Regions from separate parts of the Mus musculus genome. Here region 1 is linked to region 2. A link is a contact called in public HiChIP or PLAC-seq data. All regions are on one chromosome and are shown on one strand. Each heading gives the region's core, a stretch centred on a gene start, on an enhancer-like site or on the middle of the called end of the contact. The rest is flanking DNA. Distances are from core to core; before and after follow the strand shown. Region 1 overlaps Sardh (sarcosine dehydrogenase). Region 2 holds the start of Adamtsl2 (ADAMTS-like 2).

Region 1 (6,933 bases), core at 2,257-4,756, 130 kb before region 2:
GCTTGGTGCTTGGTGGAGCCCCTGAGCCTAGATGGGAAGTAGAAGAAGGGAGAGACAGGGAAGAAGGGAGTCACTTCTTGGGGGTAGGGGCCCCAGGGGACCAGTATGACAAACTTGGTTGTTTGGTGACATCTCTTCCTCCCTGGGTATCCTGCTGGGACTCTGGCTAGTGTGCTTAGACCCTACCCTGGCACCTTGGGGTTGACCAAACTAGTTACTTCTTGCTGAGTCCAGATCCTGCCCACTGCTCTGAGAGCAGGAGAGGCACCAGGTAAAACAAGTCTTTGCTGAGCCTTCAGGGAGGCCAGGAAGAGGGAGTGGCAGGTGTTGTGGACAGCACTGCAACCGGTGGGGGCACGAAAACCATTTACTCCAGAATTTAGAGGGCTTAGCATCTGGCTGCAGGGGCCAGTGGTGCTGTGGGCATGGCTTTCAATACTCCTCCTGGGTGGGGGGAAGCCCATATGTCAACCTGAAGGAGTGGAGTTCTACCTGCTGCATTAGAGGCCCTTCCTGGCCCAAAGGAGACTCCAGCTTCATTGCATGCTGACCTTGGACAGGAACAGGCTATTTTTAGAGTAAGGGAGGCCAGTGGGTGAAGCGAGATGGAAGGAGTGAGGATACCAGGCAGTCTGATCAAGATGCAGCCCCAGGGAGCAGCTGGGGGCAGCCTCCAGGCTGGCAGCTCCCCACTCTCCAACCTCTTTCTCACCTCTTCCAGAAGGCTCTCTCCTGTTTCCCATATAATTAGTAATGTCACTAGCTCAAATCGAACAGGCCTAGTTCCTAAGCTACGTGGGGAGCACTTAGCACAGCACCTGGGTTCTGGGAGGTACTGTACAGCAGCTGCCGAGCCTTCACTTGGCTCTTGACCCCTCTGTCTGCTGCATTTCTCAAGTTGATGAGCTTCATTCAGTTCATACAGCCTCCTATAGTTGCTGGGGGCAGACAGAGCTATGTGGGATGGCCACAATTGTCACTCAGCATGAGCCCCAGGTGCTAGATACATGGTTTTGTGATTCTATGAGGGTTCTCTAAAGCTCCACTTGGCAGCCACAGCCAAGGCCCAGGAGGTGCTGGGACTGGCCCCTAGGACTCCAGCTGGACTCTTTCCCCAGGCCACCTGTTCTCCAATGAAGGACTATAACCTTGGCAGACCTGGGTGGCTGTCCTCTGGGGCTGACACCCCAGCCTTCGTCACAGTCCTTCAAGCCCCACTTTAGAGGCTGTATGTAGTGGCATCTATGCCTCATGAGGAAGAAAACACAGCTCTGTATTCTGCCAGACTACCTCTCTGCTGTGTGGCTGCCCCCGGGGCTGTGGGAGCCTGGGTTCTAGGAGGTCTGGAGGCAGCAGAGCAGAGCTGAACCTCTAGGGCTAACACCACGTGGGGCTGGGGTTACATAAGGATCTTGGCAGAAGGCAGTGGCTGAGCACCTCAGGCGGGCGTGGGTGGCAGCTCCCAGCTCTGTGGGGTGGGGATTTGGGCTGGCTGCACTTCTGAGCACTTGCTGCAGCCCCCTGGGACCCCTTATGGTTAGAAGTGGGCGTGTCTCCAGGCCTAGGGTACTTGCTCTTCTGCCTGTGTTGAGCCCAGAGGCTTGCAGTTGGCATCACTCGCCAGATAACTGTGTTCAAGCAGTAGGCGGTGTAGGGTCCTATTGCCCTGGCTTAGAGGGCTGGGCACAGCAAAGAGAGAGAAAAATGGCAGACACCTCTGTAGTCACACAGGGACCCCTGGGGAGGGAATCCAGGGGCACTGCCTAGAGGAGGTGACTACTGGATGGGTCAAGAGCTGAAGGGTGACAGAGGGTCAAATATGACAAGGAGCAGGGCTGGAGAATGGAGGGACACAGGAGAGGTGACCTGGGAGGGGGTGTGTGGGCTTGTGGTAGGTGGGCTTGGGGCGTGGGCCTGCAGGATCTTGTCTGTTTCACAGCAGCAGGGCCTGAGCTGGGCTGCAGCAGAGTAGGGAGGTGAGAGAGGGAGACTGGCTGAGGCTGGTGCAGAACAATAGAATGTACCTCAACGGCACAGCTCAGAGTAGCAATGGACATGTGAGGACGGAGCGTGATGTGGTTTAGAAAAACAGTGGACATGACAGTAGGACTCACTGTGATGTGATATGGTTTGAAGAAGATGCGTCCAGTGCTGTAAGGACACCCAGCCATGAGCACTAGGTATGGCCCTGTTCTCTTGTCCACCAGGCTGGGACTCTAATCTCTCTGCCTCCTTGTGACTCCTGTGAGGCTGAGACCCACTGCAGGCAGGACTCTTGGGTTTGGTTGGGGGATGCACCAGGTGATGGTGGTGGTGGCAGTGACAGCAGTGGTGGTGGTAATGGAGGTGGAGGAGCAGTACAGTGTCCTATGCTCCCTGCTGAGTCCTGTCTACTCACCACAGCTTGACCTTTGACTCTGCTATATAAAACAGAGGCACAATTGCCAGTTCCTCGCAGTGACCACCATTGTGACTCAGGTGGGATCCAGGGTGCTTGGTAGTTGAATAACTCTATTTTAGTTGACCATCCTGTAGCGAGAACTCACCTATAGCCCGGCTTCCCTGACAGCCCACAGGAAGGTGGCTTTCTCATATGGTGGCACTTGTAGCCTGTCCCTACCAGGTCGTCTAGATTTATTGTCTTCCTCCCGCTGGTATTGGCTCACTGGCCAGGAACACCTGAGGTTGTGACTCACAGACTCTGTTCTTGTTCACAGCCGTGACATCCTGCAGGATGTGCTTGATGCTGACCTGAGCAACGAGGCCTTCCCCTTCTCCACCCACCAGCTGGTGAGAGCCGCCGGGCACCTGGTAGGTAGCAGTGACCGTCAGCCTCTGGGGGCTGGAGTGTGGTGGCGGCAACTTTTAGCAAAGGTTGGGTGGGCCTGGGAGTCTGGTACTTTCGGGCAAGTCTCTTTATCTCCCTGGGCCTCAACTCCCAAGGTCTGTCAGAGATGCTGGCAGCCAGCCTGACCCAGGAGGGAGCTCAGAGAGGCATGATGGCATCAAGATGCAGTGCCATGTGATTTCCTCCTGGTTTCCTGGCAAGTGACAAAGCCCAGCTCTTCCGCGGTTATGGCTATCATCTTCATCAGGGTCCCCTGGGACTCCGGGGGCTCTCTGGGTGATGCTGGGTAGGGAATCTGGGCCCTAGCTCCTGGCTGGCCCCCGCCATTTCCTGGGCCTCAGACTCCTGGCTGGGGAATACACGTTGTGCTTTCCATCTGGGATTCTCAAGGCTGATGGAGAAGGTGATGATGCCATATACCAAGTATCATTATCCCCTCCCAGGGGGGATTAGAGATCCTGACCTTGGCCCATAGGTCCCGGCAGTGCCCCCTAGTGGTGACTCTGAGAGGTGTGTCCTGGCAAGGCTGGCTTGCCCACGAAGGCCATCCTGGATCATTTATTTTCCGCAGCTTTTGCAGGGGCCCCAGGCCGGGCTGCATGAGTGTTACTTCCCTAGACTGAGTTTAGAGAATCTGGATGTCTTGCCCAGGTTGCCCAAATGACAATGCCCCCCAAAACAAAGATCTGTGCTGGTGACACACATGCCTGCAGCGGGGCAAGGACACTGTTAGGCATGTTCTGTCCTCTCTACTTGGCCATCTCTAGGGTTTTTTTTTTTTTTTTTTTTTTTTGTGGAGAGATGTGGAGGGCTATCAGTTGGAGAATGAGATTCCTGCCCACAAAAGGGCCAGACATCCTGGGACCAGGCTGGAACCTGTCAGCAAATAAACAGAGTGGCGCTGAGTGCTAAGGAGGATGCTGCCAGCGGGAGCGGGTGATAAAGGCCGCCACGTGGGCTGCACTCCACCTCCCCTCTGGAAGCTGCACCAGGGTTCAGGAAGTGGGGTGGGGGTTCTCTGTCTAGCTTGTTTCCTGCCTCATTAATGCAAAGCTGCTTGCTGGGACCAGAGAGGGTAGGTGCTCTGAAAGAGTAGTGGGGTGGGGTCCTAGGACATGGCAGCCTCCAGACCTTCAGACTCTCTAGCTTGGGTTGTTCATGAGGGCATCCTGGTGGCATTTGTGTTGGTATATTCAGCATCCAGAGTCCAGTTTTGATCAGGGCTGGGTTCTGCTGTGTGGAGGAAAGGAAAGCCGTGTCCCGCTTCCACTGTGCCGAGGCTTGGCACAGCCTCAGCCTGTGTGTGGTTTGGATGTTCGTGGAGGGAAGACCAGGTGGGAATATATCCCCTCCTGTCAAGATCAGCATCCTCCCACCACTAGCAGGACCACCGTGGGGTCGGGTGGGGGGAGCAGCGTGGGGTTCCCAACTCCAGCTGCTTCCTCCCATGGGACCCTGTCCTGGCCATGGCTGCCTCCCAGCCCTCCCAGGCTGCCCGGGAATCTTCACCTGGGGCCTGGGAGTTAGGCCAGGGCCCAGGCTGAGCTGACACAGCTCATATTGCCCAGGGTCACGGGCAGGCCAAGCCCCAAAGTAAGTGTCTGGTCTGGGGATCATGTATTCACTGGCTACTCGTGCCTCTGCCAAGCTGACTTATGGTGGCATAAGATACATATGAAATAATGCCCATGGCCTGGCTCACAGTATAGGCCTGCCATCCCAGCTGTGCAGACACCAAGGCAGAAGAACTGAACGTTCAAGATCAGCCTGGTCAACTTAGTAAGAGCCTGCCTCAAAATAACAAGTAAACAGAGAGCTGTGCTGTAGCTCAGTGGTAGAGTGCTTGTCTGGCGTGTGTGAAAGCCCAGGTTCAACTCCAGCGTTATAAAAAACAAGCAGGAGGAAGAAAGAAAGAAAGAAAGAAAGAAAGAAAGAAAGAAAGAAAGAAAGAAAGAAAGAAAGGAGAAAGAAAGGAAAGAAAGAAAGAAAGAAAGGAAAGAGAGAGAGAGAAAGAGAGAGAGAGAGAAAAAGAAAGAAAGAAAGAGCCACAAACACCAGCATTCTGTTTCCAACCATAGCTGTGCAGCAAAGGCTGGGTACCCAGTCCAACTCAGACCTCACTTCCGTAGCACATCCTTGGGACACAACCTTGACCTCACTCGGCCTTGCTTCTTTCAGCTCTGGAATAGGGTTGTGGTCCAGAGCCCATGGCATGATTACATAAAGATGGCCTTCTCCATGTGGCAAAGACACACTGACCAGCACAGGTCACCAAACGCTTGGCTGTGTTGTAAAATATGAGAAAACTCAAGAAAGCTCAGCCATCCATCCCTAGAGGCTGGTGTGTCTACTTCATGACAACATCTGCCTGTTTGTAACTGTGCCAGGCCTGTTCTCTGCACAATGGCCGTGGTCCTCACATCGCTCTGTTCTCTAGTTGTGCTTGTTCTTTGCCCACTCCCCTGCCTTAGTGGTAACCACGTTCAAACATCATGGGGTCCATGTCTTCTCTTGGAAGCAGCCTAGCGGCAGATGTCTTTGTACACGGTGCTATGAGTTTTCTGTCCAGAGAAAGGAACTGGTAAGTGAACCCACTGAGTCAGACAGCCTGCCCTACCCGCTTATTCTTGGCCACACCCCTTTCCAGTGCTGTCCTACATCTGGCAGGAGAGGAGAAGACTGTGCTCTCAAGACCAGGGTTCTTGTCTTGGGGAGACTGATTGTGCAGTGAGCTGGGAAGCCCAGAATCCTGCAGATCCCTGAGGATTACATGCCTAGGAGAACATGGTACATGAGAGAGCATCCAACATGGGACGACTCTGGGTCCTATTTCAACCAGCTGGTCACACAGTGGGGCTATCAGATGGATGGGCCCATGTCTTTGAGGCCAGACATTGGCAATGCCTCGTCAAAGCTGGCTCCCTGGCAGTTTCTGCCAATGTACCTCCTGGTACCGTGTACATATGGCACCAGTGTGGACCATCAGAGTTCTAGTGTTTGGATCTGAACCCTTGGTGTATTCCTATTGTACAGCTGCCCCACCCCCCAGCAGCCCCTCCCCTGGCTCTAGAATGAATTCCAGATGTGTTGGCTAAAAGCACCTGTGGGACTGGGCCAGACCTAGTGATGAGAAGGAAGGTGCAGCCCGCTCTCTGTGAGTGCATCCCCACCCATAGGCTCAAGGGAGCTTGCAGCTGCAGCTCAGGGCAGTGGAGAATGGCTGCCACTGCCCAGGGGATGGACTGAGAGTCCCTGGAAGTGCTCACAGGGAGGATTGGGCCTTTGTTAAGTTTGACGTGGAGATGCCAGTGTCTTGTTGCCCAGCTGCCAGCAACCATGAGCCTGGGGGCCACTTCCCTGAGAAGATGAGCTAGTCTCATAATGTATGGTTCACTATAACACAAGAAAAGTCTGCCGTGGGGTAGATTTGAAACACCCAGAAACACTTGACGCCTGGTCCTGAGCACAGCTAGCTATTCTCGCTTATCCTGCTTCCTCAGAGATCATGGCCACACAGTTGGGAGGATCTCTGAGGACAGGGCTTGCCAGGTCATTGAACAGAGCTCCAGGGACATGCAGGCTAGAGTAGGAGTGGAGGCACAGGCTGCAGCTGAGGTTACGTAAGACTGTGCCCTGCCAGGGACTCCTGTCCCAGTGACCCCACCTTCTCCCAAGGGCCTGAAAGAGGGTTAGGCCAAAGAGAACAAGACTGTTCCGGTGGCGTCCATGCTATGGTTTGGGCTGACCTGGAAAGTTGTCTCTCAGTGTGGCTCAGGACACACACCTCAGTGGCTTAAGCCTCTCCATAACTTAGCCAACAATAAGTGACAGTTTAGCCTCTGGTGGCACTTCAAGCTGTAGAGGCTGGCTGGTCACTGCCCTGACCCCAGAGGTGGGGCACACAGGCAAGTGGGGGAGGGAACAGGGAGCTGGGCAACAGATATGAAAGGGTAGTATATACCAACACTTCTGCGCTACCCTGACCCTCAGAACAGGGAGGTAGATGTTGGCCTGTTGGCCTGGAGTCTTATGCCTGTCTTCTTGGGCCTCAGTTTCCTCGGCAACAGTACAAAGTCTAGACAATG
Region 2 (7,164 bases), core at 1,501-4,000:
GCACTTGCAGGCTCGCCCCATACACACCTCCTGTCCACATGCCTTATACTAGGCCCTTGCTGGAAAGAGAGACACCAGACACATGTCACTCTCTAGCGAGCTGGTCAGGGACTCAGGGATGGCCAGAGTCCCAGGTCAGGGGCTGGTCTGACCAACACCCTGAACAAGTTTCTGGAGCCAAATCGAACATCAATACCCCTGGGCATGACCCTTGCTACACAGCCCTCCAAAGTCAGCCCACTCCAGTATGAGCTCAACACCTAGCTGAGAAGCATGTTGGGGGGGTTGTAGGGGGGGGGGAACAATAATGACTGGACAATGGCATACTACTCACGGAAGCCTCCGTAGGTGCCGCACCCCCAGCCACAACTGCTACAGCCAGCAAGGACCAAGCCCAGTGTGGATGCTGCCGTCTGCCATCCATCCTACGAAGCAAGACCCCGTCACTACCAGGTCAGGCTCTGCTTTGGAGATAAGCTCTCTGGTTCTTCCAGTGTTTCAAGTGGTAAGGTTATCTGGCATCCTATGGTAGTGGCTGCCATGTGAGAGGGACCGAGCCATCCATCTGGGCTCAGCAAGCAGCTTGGTAAGTAATTACAGATGTCTGCCCTGCTTAGGCACAAAGGGATGGTGTGAATGCCAAGTCTGAGCCACCCTTCATCTGAGGGCCTCTGCCAAGCTTTGCCCCTGGAGAATGTCTGTGGAGAACAGAGACAACTCAGGAGACTGGAAGAAGCCCAGCCTGGCAGAGTGGTCATTGTGAAGAGAGCTATTAACCAGGTTCAGCCCACTGTCTAGTTTGGATCGCCTTGGGAGTTTTACCTGCTTTACATCGGTTATAGATGGGATACCCTCCTTCTTCTTGAGCAATGGCAGCCTTCCCTTCCCAGAGGAATCCTCACAGCCAGGTATCCAGCAATCTGGTCCTCAGGTGCAACACAGCTCAGGGGTCTGGGCCCTCCTCTCTCTCTTTTTTATTAGATATTTTCTTTATTTACATTTCAAATGCTATCCTGAAAGTCCCCTATACCCTCCCCCCCACCGCCCTGCTCCCCTATCCACCCACTCCTACTTCTTGGCCCTGGCATTCCCCTGTACTGGGCATATAAAGTTTGCAAGACCAAGGGGCCTCTCTTCCCAATGATGGCCAACTAGGCCATCTTCTGCTACATATGCAGCTAGAGACATGAGCTCCGGGGTACTGGTTAGTTCATATTGTTGTTCCACCTATAGGGTTGCAGACCCCTTCAGCTCCTTGGGTACTTTCTCTAGCTTCTCCATTAGGGGCCCTGTGTTCCATCCTATAGATGACTGTGAGCATCCACTTCTGTATTTGCCAGGCACTGGCATAGCCTCATACAAGACAGCTATAACAGGGTCCCTTCAGCAAAATTTTGCTGGCATATGCAATATTGTCTGGGTTTGGTGGCTGATTATGGGATGGATCCCCGGGTGGGGTAGTCTCTGGATGGTAAGTCTCCATCCTTTCGTCTTAGCTCCAAACTTTGTCTCAGGGCCCTTCTCTCTTGAGAGAACAGAGATATGGAGGAGGGGCAGAAGGAGGTACAGCCTGCACCTGGCTCCTGATTCCCTTCCAACAAAACAGCCCCTCAAACCCAAACACCCACCAAGGGTTACGGTGAATCAAATCAAGAGAGCTTCCAGCCTTGCTGCTCCAACTCTCAGAATGGCTGCTGCGCACCTCAATTTAAACCCTGTCCTAGAAAGGAAGCTAATGTAGCTTGTCCCAGGTGGGTGTCATCTGCTGGTGAGTTAGACAATGGGCTTCAGAAAAAAGAGGCAGCTTGCCCAAAGCCACACAACAAGGTAGCCTACTGCCCCCTCCCCCACCACACACACACACACACACCACAGAGCAAACTTAGGGACTCAGTCGCACCCAGCAATTCCAGGGGAAGAAAGTCTGGAAATGGTCAGCACCCTCGAAGCCCTGATACCAACTGTCCTACTGTCCTACTGTCCTTCTGTCCTTCTCCCTCTCCCTTTTTTTCTCCCTCCCTCCCTCCTTCTCCTGCAGGTGTCCAGGAGCTTGGTCAGCATCACCCTTACGTCCACCCACCCCCGACACTGAAGGTCTCCATCTGAGTCCCTATTTTCACTCCAGCACAGAGTCCCCATCTCACACAGTCCCATTAGCCTCCATGGCTCCCCAGTCCCTGCTGCTGCCAAAGACAGGTGCCCAGTCAGCCTCACACTTGGTTTTCATTAAGGCTCCCAGACACTGCTGGATTCCAGCCAAGTCCAGCTCAAACAGGATCCATCTCTCCCTAGGGTCCAAAACCTTCAACAGGCCCACCACAGCATGGCTTTGCAGACCAGACAGCAACTGCTAGTACCAAGGTTGTTGCCTCAGGACCACCCTGCCACTGTGTGGCATAGGTTGTTCCCCCCTTTCTCTGTGGTTGAATACCCTCACCAGGGGCTGGGACATCCCCCGGCCCCCATTCTGAACAGCTTGGCTGGTCTGGGATAAGCTACATCTCACACCTCCCAAAGACCACAGTATGAGCAGGGACAAGTATGTAGTGGCCTACCTCACCCAGGGTCAGCAGGTTGTCCTCCTTTTAGAGAAAAGGGTGAGAGCTACTGCCAGGTGCACGGTGCAGGAAGGTGAGTGCAGAGATGTGCGGGCTCTGCCTGTCTCTGGTCCTGCTTCCCCAGCTGCCTCCCTCTCCCACTTCAAAGAGCATTCAAGGGAGGGGGTTCCCAGGAGGGGCTCTCAGCCCAGTGGCTGCTCTGTGGCCGCAGCTGCCTTTATAGCTGTCAGGCAGACGGGGAGGAACTCACACTTCCCACCGCTGCTCCCCCGCCCAGCCTGCTGGCGGCTGGCCGGGCGCACACTTTAACCCGCTCTGCTCCTCTGGAGTATGGCCAGGCTGTCCAGCTGCCTGCTGGCTGCTGCTGCCACAGTCCAGGATCAGTGAGTGAGCCTGAGACTGGCTTGCCTAGGTCCAGAGTGACTGACCCTAATGGATCAATTAGCCTGAGGTCATGTGGAGGGAGGTTGGCAGTGGTGGAGCGGAGCCCCCTTGACCCACCCATCTAACTTCAGCTTCCAGAGAAGGCTGGAAACCATGTGATGTCCAGGCTTTCGGCTCCTGTTCACAGGGAAGACACAGAGGTCCAGACATTGCACGGGTGCAGGCCACCCTCCGTCCTTGGAAAACAGACCTGAACAACGGAGGAACTGAGATACATCCAGAGATCAACCAACCAATGGCTCCAGGGAGAGGAAGAGGTGGCTACAGCCTATCGACCAGATGTCTAGGAAGATCGTCGGCACGGGGTATTCTGCAGATGTTTGGTACCAGCTTGGCTGGACCCCACAGCAGCTGGGCAGCTATTGGCAAGCAAGCAGGACTCAAGAGCTCTGTCCCTGCTGAGCTAGAGCTGAAGTCTTATGAATCCAAGAGGACTTTGGATGATGAGATGTCTGCTCTGACATTTCCTGCTCTCTGAAGCACCCCGTCCTGGAAAACAGGCACCTTCAAATGCTAAGTGATTCTGAAACAACATCCCACAAGCTGGCTGAGCCATTTCATCCATGCCTCTGTCCCTGTAGTGGGGACTGGAAGTCCTCTCCTTTTCTCTGTCCCTCCCTCTTGTCCCTCCCTCTGTGCTAGATGATAAGCTTCTTCAGCTGCCTCTTTGGGCTGCTAAGAGTGATACCCTGGGGGAAGTCTTGTGTCTGACCACCAGACCGCAGCCAAGAACAAAGCAACCAGCAAAAACCAATCAGCACCCAGCCTCTCTGTGAGGCTTGAGTCAGGTGACAAGCATCTTCATCATCTGTACTTTACCGAGGAGAAACTGAGGCTGGGAAGTGGAGTGGTCTGCTAAAGCCACCAGTCAAAGTTGTGACAGATACAGGTTGCGGCGCTGCTCTGCCACACACCCTCTCCTTCTGCCTGGTTCTTCAAAGATGCTGGCTGGCTCTCCCAGCTTAGACTGCGACAGGGGGCAGAGGGTCAGCTCTCACTCTGCCGGTGTTCAGTAGTGACTGACCTTAAGGTATTCAGCTTCTGTTCTCTGTCACCCTGACCTCCCATGACCCTTATCCAGGCTCACACTGCCCCCCTGGGGCCAATAAGAAGAAGCACAGACATTCTACAACCTGACACACAGCACACACACACACATGCATGTACATGTGCACAGGATCTCACTGGCAGACCCAGATCAGATCTCCCTTATTCTGGAAGCCTCTGCCACTTCTCCTCCACCCTGGCTGACTACCAGACCCTGTACACCCTGGAGCCGACCCAAGATCTCCTGGCACTTCTGGCTTCCACATGCTCCAGCGCCGGGGTGACTAACAGTTTCCCTTGGGAGGGACCCCACAGCCAACTGACATGCCCACTCGGCATCTTCCTTTGGCCTGGCCACTTGGAAGACAGACCTGTGGAGATGTATCGTTGCCTTTGTGATGCCCACGAGTGTGTGACTCTCTAGGTACTGGCTTCCTGCATTAGCTATGCCTTCATTTCCCTATGGAAGATCCTTAGGAACTTCCATATCCAAGACTCCCTGGCAGTCATAACTACTTGGTCCACAATGGGCTGAGGATTTCAGAGAGATTGAAAAAGACTAAACTCCACCCCCCAACCAGGTTCCTCCCCTACCCTGCATCTTCAGAGTGTTCCCTCATACCGATGAGGGTGGATACTCAACTGTCAAGTGCCCTGAACCAAAGCTGTATAGCATTAAACAATAAAATGTCATGATGTGCCAGGAGAAGTGTACTGATGAGAAAGTTTTGTCCTGCTTTCTGAGTGGGGACATTTTGTGCTGAGTCTCATAAATGACCTGTCCATGCAGTCCAGGGGACCACTGTGACCCCCATTCCTCACTCCATCCACCAAGCTTCTGGGGCCTGAGGTAACCTAGAGTCACCGAAGGAGCCAGTGGCTCTGGTCTGGTTCCTGTCTGACTCTTCCGTACATGCTTAGACCCCCAACCTGCTCTTCCGAAGCTTCTTTTTCTGGGGTGTGGGGGGCTTTCCACAAGGACCCTATGACTTTATTTCCTGAAATGGCCCATCAGACTTGAGGCTAGTACTCCTTCTGAGGTTCAGCTAAAACCTGAAGGATGGACATTCTTGAGTCTCTGCTGTTCCACTCACTGTAGGCTGCCCAGGAATGGGGGTTGCATACTCCTGGGTGACCAGGTGAGAAATAGCATAGCATGTACTAGGCTAGACCACAAAGCAGAAAACTGAATTTCCCACTGATCTTGTCCGTGAATACTGGCTTTTTTGTGAAGCCTACATATGAAGTTCAAGTTGAGGAACCCAAGCCTGTGTCTCAGTATAACTCCTCAGTTGACTGTGGTCTGAGATTGCATGAAAAAGGGGCTCCTTTATCCCCCAAATCAAATCAAGAACAGGGTTAGAAGACCTAATGTGGCCGGAGGTGAGATGTGGCTGGCACTCCATAAACCGAAAGCTGAGAGGCTGGGTACTCAAGTTATGGCTAGCCAAGGAATGCTGGTACTGCAGACTCCTGGGAGATCACAGCTTGCCTATGGTTGTTCTAGACACAGCAGCAAAAGCTAGGGACATCCCACTGGACCTGCAAACCTAGGAGAAGGTTCCCTGCCCAAAGAACCCATGGGCACCCCCACTAACTCCTCTGCCATTAGCCTGTATCCTCTAATCCTGAGATTAAGAGATGTGTAATAAGGAATGACAAAAAGTAAACTTTGATGAGACCTTTTTGGTTAGTTTGGGTTTTTTGAGGTCAAACTGTGAATGTTTGAAAGTGCTTTTGGAATACCTTTTTCAAGCCAAATTAAATCTAGACGCTTGAGTATTATATTAAAACTTAGCGTTAGGCTTTGTGTGGGGAAGATTTAAACAGACATGTCAACGTTCCTGGGTCCAGAGAAGAACCTAGGCTGTGGCTGTCTCTTTTAGCCACATAAAATGAATTTGCCAGACAGTCTGGAGGTTAGATAACAGCAGGGGATCTGGAGTTCAAACCCCAGCCCTGCTCCAACACCTGGGTCCAAAAGGTAGCAGCTCTTCCCGGGATGAGACCCAACCAACTCACGGGACAGAGGACACAGTTCTTAGTAGAGGGCTGGTCTGCACTGAGCACTTCAGCCCTATGCAGTTGCCAGCAGAAGCTCATGGGGCCATAAAACAGCTATGACTACATAGGCACAGACCTCAAAGATAGAACTTGAAACACATTCTCCAGGTAACTTCAGAAGACCCCAGAAAGGAATAAGGCCTCTGCGTTCTGGGGTGACCCACTACTGTGGGCCGGGTGTTTAAAATTTGGAGGAGGCCAATACAGCAGCTGGCACAGCACTCCTGGGCTAGGCAGACAGACAGCTGTCCTGAAGGCTGAGAGCTCAGCATTCCATGCATGTCAGCACCTCTATAAAACCCAGCCACTCCCTTAGCTGAGGGGCTAGAGAAAGGGGAACCAACTTGTCAGTCCTTACTTATGGCCTAGAGGCTGACCCTTACATGGTCCCACTGGACCATGCCACCTGCTGGACAGAGAAGGGATGTCACCTGGGACCCTTGATCACCGATGACAGGCCATTCCAAGAGTTCACTGGGTCCATTCATGAGCCAAGACATGAAGGCAACAGCTTTGGACCCTCTGGTCTTATAGGACAAAGGAGAGGAAGCGTGATATGAGTTCTTGCTCTTATCTGGACTTCAATCTCTTCCTTGTAAAATGGAAAAGGCAGAGGTTTTCACTTGCTGGCTGCCAAAAGACCCATGAGGCATCGCCTGAAGACCTCTTGGCACATGGGTAGCCCTGGATAGACCCTGTGTGTATGTGTGATTTTCAAGACCCATGTGCACCATGAAGAAACAGTCACACTCTGGACCATGTACATGTACTTCAGAAGGGCCCTCATGGTCTGGGGGCACAGCTGTGAGGTCTGTTGGACTAACACTCAGAGCAAGTACAGAACTAGCAAGTAGGGGCTCCTATATCTGTTGGCCTTGATTCTGCCCAGGTGGACCCTTAGTGCCTTCTCTGTGTTTCCGGGGGAAGCCTCCTCCCAGAACAGCTCCCTGCGCTTTCTACTCCCCCTGCTCCGGAGAGACCCAAGGGTCATTTCAGTCCTGTTCAAACTGGATGCCTTCTCCAGAGTCAGCTGGTCTATGGCCAAGCAGCC

What was found. HiChIP or PLAC-seq counts read pairs in DNA pulled down with a chosen protein or histone mark.
Region 1: a contact with region 2 is called in an H3K27ac HiChIP or PLAC-seq map of heart atrium, with 10 read pairs. The contact joins the enhancer-like site here to the promoter of Adamtsl2 in region 2. A contact is called at or near these places in 20 of 39 promoter capture datasets (the 3T3-L1 cell line, 3T3-L1-derived adipocytes, the C10 cell line and 13 more), 15 of 484 Hi-C or Micro-C datasets (B cells, the HPC-7 cell line, the MPC-11 cell line and 12 more), 14 of 115 datasets of contacts at active chromatin or transcription factors (the 230-238 cell line, the HPC-7 cell line, T-cell acute lymphoblastic leukemia and 11 more) and 5 of 9 other capture datasets (adipose tissue, embryonic stem cells, liver and 2 more).

The regions. Positions count from the first base shown.
Region 1 is chr2:27,206,889-27,213,821 of GRCm38.p6, reverse strand. Sardh (sarcosine dehydrogenase) reads left to right here. Exons shown (of 21, transcript NM_138665.2): 17 at 2,718-2,811. Among named protein-coding and RNA genes, the nearest start is that of Sardh, 37 kb to the left of the region's middle. Within about 2 kb of position 3,506, at least 60 of the 459 cell types and tissues checked have an H3K27ac peak or open chromatin away from gene starts, as enhancers often do. A contact at or near this core is called in the HPC-7 cell line, the N1E-115 cell line, T-cell acute lymphoblastic leukemia and 5 more, where this site is marked.
Region 2 is chr2:27,074,965-27,082,128 of GRCm38.p6, reverse strand. It overlaps Adamtsl2 (ADAMTS-like 2), which reads right to left and starts at 2,750. Exons shown (of 19, transcript NM_029981.2): 1 at 2,556-2,750; 2 at 335-425. The coding sequence starts at 424.